Linked DNA regions of Mus musculus: region 2 is linked to region 1. The links are chromatin contacts, called in public HiChIP or PLAC-seq maps. All regions are on one chromosome and are shown on one strand. Each heading gives the region's core, a stretch centred on a gene start, on an enhancer-like site or on the middle of the called end of the contact. The rest is flanking DNA. Distances are from core to core; before and after follow the strand shown.

Region 1 (6,019 bases), core at 1,619-4,118:
CTGCCTGTTTCTGCCTCCCGAGTGCTGGGATTAAAGACATGTGACACCACGCCCGGCTAGGACTCATTTTTAAACCCAAGTTTATTCATGTTTAAGTAGTAAAGAGAATGAAGTCAAAGAGGCTCCTTCCAATAGGTTACAAAGTGAGAGATAACAGCTAATTAAGTAAAATCCATCACCTATCAAGTGCAGGTGCCACACCACAGGCAGGGTTACTGTCCTGTTTACTACTGAATAGACAGAAGCTTTCAGACTGACTAAGGTAGGGCCAACCAAGCCAAAAACTACCCACCTGCTCCAGGACTCAATTGATAGTCTCTGGCAGTCATTGCTTATTATTACCAATAGCCTTCAAGGCCCCAGTTCCTTCTTCTTAAAGAAAAAAGAAACAAACAACCCCCCACCCTCCCACTGAATAGTGTCCACCTCATATATGATACTGTTACGAGTATTAAATTAAAACAGTGGTGCCTAACTCCTGGTAAGTACTAACACCTACATGTGAACAGATGCTTGCCCCACATTTGGTAAGAGGCATGCAGTGAGTGTCAGCTGTGTGTGTGTGAACAGAGAGTGTGTACTGGCGCAATCCACTGGCCACCCATAAGTTTAACTCCTGACTCCCAGTACTCAGGATAGGGGCCTTCAGGAAGCGCTCAGTAGCAAGTTAGGGAAAACATGAAAGTTAAAAGAAGCCTGAGGGCTGGAGAGATGACTCACAAGTTAGGAGCTGTTTCCAGACTGGAGTTCAGTTCCCAGCACCCAAACATTGGATATAGTGCACAACCACCTGTAATCACAGCACTAAGTGGTCCAACGCCCTCTTCTGGCTTTCACAATCACCTGGATACACAACTAAAAATAAGGTTAGAATCTTGAAAACGGCAGCCTCATTCCTCAGGCACCCTTCTCATAAAACGCACAGTTCTGACCTACCAGAGCAGGGATGAGCCCAGCCATGGCCTGACACATTAGGACGACTTCAGAAACCCAAGAAAAATGTAAGAATGGAAGACTGTCTATATCAGGCAACCCTGGGGTAAGGGAGAACAAGGATTCTCTCAATATCATAACATCCATCAGTTCTTATCCACACCCATAAAAAAGTGGAGCAGCAGCTCAGACTGTATTTGTGCTGGAATTCATTTTCCTGTCATACCAGTAGCAATGTCTGGCTTAGCCTTTCTTACCTGCCCCCTTATCTGGAAAAAGGAAAGAAAAATAGTATCTAGTTCACTAGGATATTATTAGGACGTTTTGTTGTTTGTTCTTTTGAGACAGAGTTTCTTTGTTAGCTCATGCTGTCCTGGAACTTGATCTGTAGACCAGGCTGGCCTTAAACTCAAAGATCCACCTGCCTCTGCCTCTGTAATGCTGGGATTAAAGGTGTGGGTCACTACTGCCCAGCTTCATTAGGACTTAACCAAATACTTGATAAATTTTTATAAAATGGGGAATCTGTACAGATATTAGTACAGAGGTAAACAAGAGAGATCCTAGCTCGGTTTACAGCCCCAGGGCCAAGTAATAAATGTAATACATGAACAGGTAATACATGTATCAAACTGAAATCTGAGTGGAATTATCAACGGAAGGAGCCAGAATCTGCTTATGCTAAGATGTTCAGGGAAATCATTTCTAAAGAAACAATTCCAAGATTCCACAGAGCATCACTTTAGGTCCACTACTTGTTGTGTGGTTATGTGGCCTGTTTACTTGTAAAATGCAGATGTTGTCAGTTCCGGCCCTGGGGATTGAAAGGACTGTGGCATGTTAAAAAATAAATAAATAAAAATTAAAAAATGCCGGCCCGTGGTGGCGCACGCCTTTAATCCCAGCACTCGGGAGGCAGAGGCAGGCGGATTTCTAGTTCGAGGCCAGCCTGGTCTACAGAGTTCCAGTACAGCCAGGGCTGTAAGAGAAACCCTGTCTCAGGAAAAAAAAAAAAAAAAAGCCGGGCAGTGGTGGCACACGCCTTTAATCCCAGCACTTGGGAAGCAGAGGCAGGCGGATTTCTGAGTTCGAGGTCAGCCTGGGCTACACAGAGAAACCCTGTCTCGAAAAAACCAAGGGGGGGCGGGAGAGCACTTTGTACGTGCTAACCACATAATACAACGCCGGCGAATTGTGTCACTTTTAGTTTCAACTACAGGTGGTGGAAAAGTTCTCTTTCCTCCCGTGCCTCGGTTTTCTGCCGAGAGCAATAAGGTCAGAGCAGCTCACTGTCCTGGGATAGATGCCAAGCATGCTACTCACATTTGGGGACAGAAAGAAAATACCGCCTAGTTCACAACAGGTCCTAGAGCTTGCCTAAACTCTCCGTTGCCACGGAAACCGCTCTCCCGCCCGGTGGTCCCGCCCATTCAGTAGACACGATTCCTTTCCCGCGGTCCCGGAGTTTCCCAGCTCCTTACTCGAGAGACGCTTTCCTCGCCGCCCAGGGTCTGTAGCATCTTGGCCTCGTTACGTACTACGCCCGGGTACTCCACGCACACCAAGCGCCGTTCCCGCCGCAGGTCCACAGGGATGGCGGCCTTCGGGTCCGCATCCGGCTCCGCCGCCGCCATGCCTACTAGTCTGGTTCCAGCCCGCCGCGGTCCGTTCTCAAATGGCTCCGCGAGGCCTCACCTCAAAGGTTCCGCGAAGGAATTGTTCCGGTCCTCCTTACCTTTCTCGTCTCCTTAAATCATGGAGACTCGAAGGCCTCCAGGAAGAAGTGCGTCGCCGCAACTGTTTATTTTGCTACACCACACAGAACTGGGGGCTTTTTAATTTAAAATGAAGAGGGTTGGACAAAGGGGCGAGACGAGGGCGTATCCCACCAGCCGACCCAACCAAGACAAGCCAGGATTCGACCGGGTTTTTCCGGATATCCCGTCCAATGAGAGCTTGAAGACGTGCCCCAGGCGTCCTCTGGCCCGCCTCTCATCCCTGAGCTGGTTTTCGGCTGTCAAAGAAAAAGCAGTCCACTGAGTCCTCTTAGCCTTGCTCCTGTGTGCATGTATTTAGGGCTGAGTGCAACTGTAAATTAACAAATTGATAACTTCTTATCATCACACCTCTGTGAGTTTAATACACAAGCTTCAAAGCCTTTGTTGTCATCTTGCAGAGATGACAGTAAAATATTAGATGCACATCGCATCCCATATTAGGATGTACGCACAGCATGCTTAGCAAAATTTGCAACATAGGCTACTCACCTGTTGGTTCTGTGAGGGTCTGATTAGATAGGTAAGTCTGCTGAACTCGGTGCTTCTACCTCTGAATGAGAAGAAGTTCGGTTCCTGAACCTACAAAGCTGCTTCTAAGCTACATGGAGCCTCGGTAAACCCCTCATCCAATGTAGCAACACTCTCAATATTCAGCTGTCATCTCTTCTCCTTATGATATAAACATGATCTTAGAAAGCGATCTCACGTTGTTCCTGTTCTCAGCGGGACCCTCACCCCTCTTTCCCCCCACCACCTAGCTGTCAGCTTCTCTTCATCACTTAGGTTTATGTATAGGCTTTATCTCCCCTGGGGATCCACCATGATAACCTAAACCTAGTCTGCTGATTTCCTTGGTGCACTCGGCACTCAGACGCACACATCGGGGAGCACAGCCTTATTTGCTTAATGCTGGCCTTGCTTTACTGTGTTGGCAGCTTCCTAAAGGTAAGTATTGCTTTGCTGCGGACCTCTCAGACCTGAACACGGGGGTAGACACAGAGTATACATTCACTAAAGATGTTGTGAGCCAGTGAATGAATGAGGCGACACTTTCATGACTCATTCAATCCAGGCCTAGATCGACACGTGGCCACAGAACACTGAATCAATCTCATTCTAGAGAGGCATGTCCGTATGTGAACAGGAACCACGGAGAAGGGCAGGAGGGGAGACAAAGACAAGGACCAACCTGAGGTCCTCAGGCCAAGCTTCTGAGAGAAAGAGACTTGGTCCTGCCTGGGATCCAAGCCAGATCTGGCGCACAGACCCTCACAAACAAAAACTTACCTATCTAATCAGACCCTTCAGACTGGAAGCTGAGAAGAGCCAAAAGGATCAGGCAGCTAATGAAAGCAGTGTCCACACATTTAGCATTTAGGAAATGCAGTCTCCTGCATGCCTGGGTCTGTGGGGAGTGGATGATGAATCAGAAAGCCTGTCCTTCTAGAACTCACATTGAGTAGCAAGAACAACTAGCAAAGGAATTGGAGGCTGAGACGCTGTTCAGTGATGGAAGAGGTGCTTACTGTTCAAGGTGTTGAGTCCCATCTCTAGGCTCCCTCCCACCTACCATTACACCTAGAAAAGATAACGTTGAGGAAAAATCAAGCCCATGGCATTTACCCATCTTTCTGCATCCAGCCTCTTCAGATTCAGTTTTCCAACAGGCCCTGGCACACAAGGTGAATTTTACAAGGCTCAGAACTGGGGCGCACTAGTTTGGTGACCAACACCCCTTCAGCCACTGCTCTAGGACCAAGGACGTTCTGGGCCTTAGCTGTCTAAATGTGCTCGCAAATCTCAGGTCCTGCTCCTGATACATAGACTTGGAGAAGGGCAGATGTCCTAGCCCCTGAGATGACCCAAGGCAATGGAAAGGGGATGCTGGCTGTGTAGCAGAGCCTAAATCCACAGGAAAGCATCGTCAGGCAAGCAGCATAACACTCCTATCCAGGGCTTTGCAGAACGCTGAATATTGTTGGCAGTGTGCCTTTGGAGGAACCAGGAGTGGGGAAAGTACTAGCCTTTTATCAACTAGTGAAAAGGAAATCTTTGGAAAATATTTTTCTGAGCTTCAACAGAGATGCGGTATAACTCATTGTATTCTCAAGGTCAGTCCACAGTGCACATAGTAGGTGCTTTCTTTAATATTCCCTTGCTAGGCGTTGAGTCTCCTTGGACTGGATGAGAAGTGTAATGTTTCCTTTTGGCCATCAGATGGCGACAGAACATTCACATGGGCAAGCCCTCCATCTGCTGGCGGTAAGTGGTCATGACATCCTGGAAGATGGAGAAGTTGCTGCACTAAGAAACCCCAGTTCAAGCCTGAGGTCTCCTGAGTTCAGGAGCCCCCTGAAAGGCTTATGCTAGTCCCAGGGCCAGTATTCTTGCTGTCCATCTGCTCCATCTGTGCCCACTTATACACATGTTCAGGGTCTCATCATTGGATGACAATGACCGACAATGGAGTCTTTCACAGGCTTCTCTTCCAAAAAGAACAAACCATGTCACTGGGCATTGTCCTTCCCGGTCAGCTTGTCATTCCAAAGCAAAATGGAACCATGAACAAGACCAGGTTTCAGAGCTTGTTCGTAGATATAGTTTATGTTGCCTAGTTAAATATTTCCAAAATGCTGCCTAGCCAAGACATATGGAAAGCTAGTGAAATGTAAACAGCACAGCCCCTCAGTACACATAGGCTTCCTGAAGGCCTTGGGAGGCTCTGTATCACTATGCTCACGTGGGAGCATGTTTTAAACTGCATTTGGTTAGTACATCTGTCCCTTTCCAGCCATGCTGTCCTCGGTCACCCTTTGCTGGGAGTCTGAGGAGTATGGGGGGCTTGGCTGAGGGGGAGTGAGCTGGGAATGCAGTAAGACAGAATAGGATGTGTGGGTGTGGCTTGCAGTCACTTCTGTGTGCAGAGAAATGACTGATGCTCATTTTCTGTAGGGATGGCTTCCAGGAACACTTGCCCCATCCAAGTCCATGACAAATTACTGATGTTGTGACCTGAAAGTGCAGGACCAAAGGTATGGAAGTCCTCTTGACTTCCAGAGCCATAATCCATCCTGTGGGAAATCCCATCAGCTGGCTCACTGGGCAAAGTCCTCGGGAAGTACAAACATGAGGTCCTGAGTTCAGACCCCCTGCATCCATGTTAAAAACAAAACAAAACTCACCTGTTACCTTTGCACTGGGCGTGGGCAGAGACAAGTCATTTCAGCAGCTTTGTTGACCAGCCATGAATACAAAACACAGTCTCAGAAAGACCCTGTCTCAGAAAATAAGGTAGGCCTTATTTGATG
Region 2 (6,019 bases), core at 1,140-3,639, 120 kb after region 1:
GACCTGAGAACAGATTCTTTAGCTCTCACCTTTCTTTTTTTTTTTTTTTTGTTATTTTTGTTTTGTTTTTCAAGACAGGGTTTCTCTGTGTAGCCCTGGCTGTCCTGGAACTCACTTTGTAGACCAGGCTGGCCTCGAACTCAGAAATCAGCCTGCCTCTGCCTCCCAAGTGCTGGGATTAAAGGCGTGTGCCACCACGCCCGGCAGCTCTCACCTTTCTTACTCTCTTCTCTAGCCCTCCTTCTCTCTCTCCCTTTCCCCTCTCTCCATGTGGCCATGGCTGGCTTCTCTCTTTGTACCTTCTCTCTGTTTCTCCCTTCCTTTCTACAATAAATCTCTAAAACCATTAAAAAACAAAAAACAAAACAAAAAATCAAAAAACTGAGAACAGACCAGAACATGGCCTCTGTGGATGCTGGCCTGCACATCACAGAACTTGGAGATGACTAGAGGAGACCCTTTAAAGATCTGAGGGAGAAGCTAAACCCACATGGGAAGTGGGCAAGCCGGGATCTGTCATATCCCTGCTTGATTCAGGGTAGCTCTTTGATTGGACCCTCCCTCTTTTATATTCCTTAGAGACAAGATGACAGGGATCAGGTTGGCTGTGGCTGCTAAGGAACAGGTGGGCGGTGCTAGCAAGGATCTGGAAAGTTATCCACTTCTAGGGTCCCCCTCTAGCTGGACTTGGGGGGCCTCACTTCCACTCCTATCCCAGAGCAATGAGAATTAGCACTCATGGGGCTCCCTCCCCTGTGCTCAGCTCTCTGCCCATCCTCAGGGCTTCCAGGTTCTCCAAGGAAGCCATGCTAACTGGCTTGCTGTGCCCCACGAGCTCCCTAGAGCAAACCTGACTTAGTTCTTGATCCTAGCAACTTGTGACATGAACACGTCAGGGATGTCACAGAAGGGGATGTAACTAGCTATCCAAAGTGATTGGCCCCTGACCACAGGCCTCTGCAGCCAAATTAGAGTGGATGAAAGGCCTGGATGCAGGCGCTGCTCTCTCTGGGGGAGAAGGGAGGGAAAGGTGATTACCCCATAGGTTTGAGGCTTTAATTGATTTGTATTTTTCCAGGCTGCTAAAGAAGATTAGATCGCAGTATGAAAAGCGCCTAGGGCTTAAAATAAATGAGCGGAGACGAAAGCCACTTCAAAAATGTCCAGGAAGCACACTGAACCCCCCCCCCCCCAGTGCAAGCTGCAGTGTGGCTGCTGCTTTCTTTGTTGGGGAGGCCTCATCTTTGCTTCCCCAGCTGACAAGTCTACCGAGGCCTGAGGCCTTTGAGGAAGCAGGTCTCGGGGACAGAGGGCTGCGCTGTGGCTTTACATGGGCAGGTGTCATTATCCCAGGTCAGAACGCTAGCTCTCAGCCTTGAGGCTCCCTCTGATTTCATTCTCAGCCCCTGGGCAAGACTTTTCCCCTTTGCTAGGCCTTAGCCTCTGTTTCTGTAAAAGGTGGGGGATTGGATAGAAACTCTTCAAGCTATTGAAACTTCCTCTCTGTGCCCAGCAGCTGTCGAGGGAAGAAATCCAGAAAGAGGAAATGACTTGCCCAAAGCCACCAGCTAACTCCTCTGGCCTGTCTTATTCTGCAGTGTCTTGTCTGTCTTCGGAGCAGAAGGTTTTCATCTGACTTGACACTGCCTGGTGCTGTGGCCCCCGGAGCCCCTGAGAGCTCCTCCAGCTTGACCCATGCAAACAGGTGAGCTACAGGAGCAGGAGTGACTCGGTCCCCAGCACTTGCTGCTCTTCCAGAGGGCCTGGGTTTAGTTCTCAGCACCTAGATCTATTGGCTCACTGCTTGCAACTCTGGCTCCAGGGTTCCAAAGTCCCTTTCCCAGCCTCTGCTCTTCCTCTGTCCCACCCTTATACACATTAATACATAAAGATAAAACTTGTGAGACAGGAACGATTGTTGTCCAAAGTGAGGTGAGATTAAGATTAGTCTAAAGATTAAGTGAGATATCACTATGTACCCACACTGTCCACTCCCTATAGGCCAGTCACTGTCGGGGACTTCAGGGTAGTTGTGGGAGGAATGCCTGAGTGTTCCCCACTGCTCAGGGTAGAAACTTAGGCTCACTGTAAATCTGTCAAATTTACAACATCTAGAGTTGGACTTGTGGCTATCATCGTAGGCTGTGTGTACCTCCCTCTGGGTTACTACACAGAGTCCTTCCTCCACGATGCCACCCTTGCCTCTTCCACAGCTACACGCAGCTTTCCTCCCCCTAGGCCAGGACACCTCCACCTCTTTCTCCCCCACTCCCATAGTGTTTTCGACCCAGCTCGTCGCCGGCGCTCCATCCCCCTTTACCCTGGTTTGACTTGGACTGGCCTTCGCCTCACAGAGTGCCCAGAAGCTTGCAGTGCCTCCGTGGGTGTGCGGCCCCGAGGGCGGGAAGGCCCCTCAGGAAATGGGCGTGGGCGGGGTCGAGGCCATAGAGGCCAGGCAGGCTTGGCCGATTGTGACCACAGGTGCTATGGCAACCCGGTCACATGACTCGGCCGGCCGCCCAAACCAGGAGACCCGCCCAGTTTCCCCCCACCCCCACCCCCATATGATCTGGGCGCATATGACTTTTCCTCCTGTAGAAACCGGTCCCACGTCTGCCCCAGCGTCTTTCATTTAAAGATGGGGAAACTGAGATCCAGGGAGCAGGGTCAGCTTCCAGCGCCCAGATCCGCACAGTTGGCTACACCAGAAGCAGGATTTATTCTGTCATCCGATCCCCCATTGCTCTGTAGCTCCACAGGCGTTCTGGGGTTTGCTTTGTGGCCCTGGGGAGGGAGAGCCGACTGCAGATCAGGACCTCGGTGGATGGAATCCGGGACCAGGACTCGCCCCAGCTGAGGCGCTCACCGATGACGCATAGCTTGGCGTCCCAGCAACGCCGTTACTAAGGAGCGGAGCGCTGTCGGAAACATGGATGCAACCACAGCCCCTCATCGCATTCCCCCGGAAATGCCTCAGTACGGGGAAGACTACTACATTTTCGAGATGATGCAGGTGATCAGGCGCCCGAGGATAGGGAATACGGCTACCGGGCCGGGCCGGCAGCATGGTCTGGGGGGAAATCCCTTTCCTCAGTTTCCCCACCTGTGAAATGGCGCAGTAGTCTCCAGGGCCTCTTCTGGCATTGTATGGGAAACCTCAGCCGGTTCCTGAGCCCTGAGTCTTACCTAAGCTGGGCCTTGGAAGCCCTAACAAGCTAGGCTCACCCACCTCACTCCAAGACCAGTTAAAGAGATAAGCAACAGAAAAAAAGAAAAAGTCAGAGAAAGGCTTATTTCCTGTGACCACAATGGAAGGAGGAACACGTTCAAGAAGTTCAGTGACCTGCTTCCCGGGGCTAGTTTTGGGGTCCACACAAGTCTAGTGTGATCCCGCACCTCACTGACCCATATCTGTCTCCGTTCCACTCCCTCCTGCAAGGTGGTCTGACAAGTTGGAGGAAAACTTCCCAGGAGACCCGCCCCTCTGGCTGGTGCCAGCCTTTTCCTTCTCCTGGCATGAGGTTCCTGGGAAATTCCAGTTCCCAGGACCAAACCGATTGTCTCAGCCGTCAGGCAAAAGACACATGTGTTTTGTCTCATGAGGGTGTCTTTGACCCTGTTAGGACAAGTAGGGGACCGTATAAGTTTTAGATGGCATCCCTATCCAGGTGGTCTCCTCTGGGGCAGCATATTTTCTACATAGCCTCTATCCTCAGAATTGGCCTTTTGAAAGCCCTCGTCCCTCATCCCTTATACTAGCTCCCAGCTTGTCCTGGTTCCCAGGCAACTGTGGCCTTCAGCCAAACCATATCCCCATCTATGTGTGCTCCAGTTTTTGACTTGTGCTCTCCAGAGGTGAAAGTGACTTTTAGGGGCTGGACCGATGAGCTGTCTAACAGTCAGTGATTCTGGGGGCCGCAGGCAAACTAGAGCTCAGTTTCTAGTACCCTATACTGCAAGCCTAGCATGCACACGCGCACACGTGCGCACACACACACACACACACACACACACAGACAGAGAGAGAGAGAGAAGGAGGGGGACACCGTGCTGGCACATGAGCCCAGGCCAAGGAGCCTGAGTCTACTGAGCAAGCTCCTTTGGAAAGTGTTAATGGAGGGGAGACCAAGGAGTGGCCAGCCACAAATAAAACAGCAAATCTGGGGGCACGAGAGGGGTGATATATGATCCTGGCCTGCTTTCTTGTTGGATTGGTGGGGCGATAACCAGAATACTTTATCTTATTATCATTTATTTTCAAATAATCTTAGACTTGGGAAGTTATAAAAATGGCGTTCACCTCTTGTCTAGCTTAGGCCGTGTAACCTTGGTCTTCTCAAAGCCGTGAAGCAGAAGTGGGTGCAGTGCTTGAGCCTCCACTGCAGGCTTCTCCTGGATCTCACCCCCTTTCACCTGCTCTTGGGTTTCTGTGGTGGTGTGTACAGCTCTGTGACGTTTTATCAGATGTCTGTGGCTCTCATGGGATTCACAGATCCACTGCTGTTCATCCGTGATAACAGACTGTCCTCAGACTTGGCTTCTTTTTGTCTTGTCCTGAGAAGGACTCATGGCCTTATCAGCCCGAAGCATGCAGATGTGTTACCTGTGTAACCTCTTAGTCAAGAAGTGAACACAACATCTCTAAGCACAGAGCCAGCCCAGCTGTGCCACTGAACGAATGGTAGGGGGCTGGGGAAGGAGGGCTGAGGCCCCAAGAAGAGGAGGGACTTTCGGATGAGATCTAGAGTCTAAACAGGACTCCCCATTGGTGCTCTTGACTACTCTGCACCTCATTGTCCTCATTGGCCCTTCCTACCTCTCCTGCAGCCCAGCTGCTGTCAGCTCTCCAGTTCCCTGGTGTGCCACTCTGAAAACTGCTTCCTCTGACGTGTTTGCTCAGTTGGTTAAATGGCCAACATCCAGGACTATTTAACTGCTTGGCTGATAAGTATTCTGTCCCACTTTGGAGAGACTCAGCCACTAGTGAGGGCTTCGTTTCGTGGCTAGCATCTGCACTGGGTACCTACTGTAATTGTGTAGACAGGGAGGACCGCAAAACCCATGGAGTGTCGAGCAGGAATAGGAGAGGCAGGGAACAGAGGTACACATGCAGGCCTGTGCAGGAGCAGAGAGCAGCAGGGGTTTATCTGGTGCACTGAGAGCTGATGATCAAGAAGCCAGGTCAAGGAGCAAGAGGCGTTCTAGGCAGAAGACCAGCATTCACTGAGGCGCTGCAACAGGACAGCTGTGCAGGACCTCGGGAAGACTGTGCGGGAAACACAAAGGGAGATGAGGTGGGGACCTGACTGCTTGGGCTTCCTCAGGCTTCTGCTGCCAGTGACACCAGCAGATGTTCCAACAGGTGGTCCCCATGGCAACCAGGGTCCCTGCAGGTGTTAACCTCTTGATATCTGTTTGTGCCCACAGAACATGTTGGAGCAGCTCCTGATCCACCAGCCGGAGGACCCCATCAGCTTCATGATCACTCACCTGCGCAGGAACAATGATAATGGTGAGCACTCGCTCCAGTGTGGAGTAGCTGCCGCCCCCTCTACACCACACCATCCTGACTGTGGCCCAGAGCCTTCTGTCCTGCCTGTGCCTGAATGGGGATCAGAACAGAACAGGGAGGAGAGGTACTTTGACAAGTTGCAGTAGTTAATTGGAGAATGCCTTCTTTTTCTTTTTGAGCCTAACTAATAAAAATTCTCTTGCCAGGCTATTAAAATGCAAACCCCAGAATGGCCCATGTAATCAATTATTAATGCTTCCGCCTGCCCTCGCTGATGTCGCCTGTTGGGTTTAAACTCTCTGATCACTCCACTTGTCAGGTGAAGTTTGGTTTCTGGTCTACCTAGACAGCGAATACTTGGACTTTTCCAAGGGTCTCATTATCAGCACCTGCTAATGAGTTGCCGAGCTCCCCAAATCTCAACCAAAGGCAGGTGGCTAGACCCCAGGCTCGAGTGCAGAACTGGGAAGAGGAAGCCCTCCAATAAACAGGGCCCCTTCCTGCATC

Evidence for each region. HiChIP or PLAC-seq counts read pairs in DNA pulled down with a chosen protein or histone mark.
Region 2: a contact with region 1 is called in an HNF4G HiChIP or PLAC-seq map of pancreatic cancer cells. The contact joins the promoter of Spaca9 here to the promoter of Gtf3c5 in region 1. A contact is called at or near these places in 5 of 39 promoter capture datasets (embryonic stem cells, liver, pre-B cells and 1 more), 1 of 15 datasets of contacts at CTCF or cohesin (the G1E-ER4 cell line), 4 of 484 Hi-C or Micro-C datasets (the Ba/F3 cell line and the G1E-ER4 cell line), 2 of 115 datasets of contacts at active chromatin or transcription factors (memory CD8 T cells and pancreatic cancer cells) and 3 of 9 other capture datasets (adipose tissue, liver and pancreatic islet).

The regions. Positions count from the first base shown.
Region 1 is chr2:28,580,411-28,586,429 of GRCm38.p6, forward strand. Gtf3c5 (general transcription factor IIIC, polypeptide 5) reads right to left here and starts at 2,869. Exons shown (of 12, transcript NM_148928.3): 1 at 2,415-2,869. The coding sequence starts at 2,567.
Region 2 is chr2:28,697,262-28,703,280 of GRCm38.p6, forward strand. Spaca9 (sperm acrosome associated 9) reads right to left here and starts at 2,390. Exons shown (of 5, transcript NM_027283.1): 1 at 2,321-2,390. It overlaps Ak8 (adenylate kinase 8), which reads left to right and starts at 2,900. Exons shown (of 13, transcript NM_001033874.2): 1 at 2,900-3,013; 2 at 5,428-5,512. The coding sequence starts at 2,930.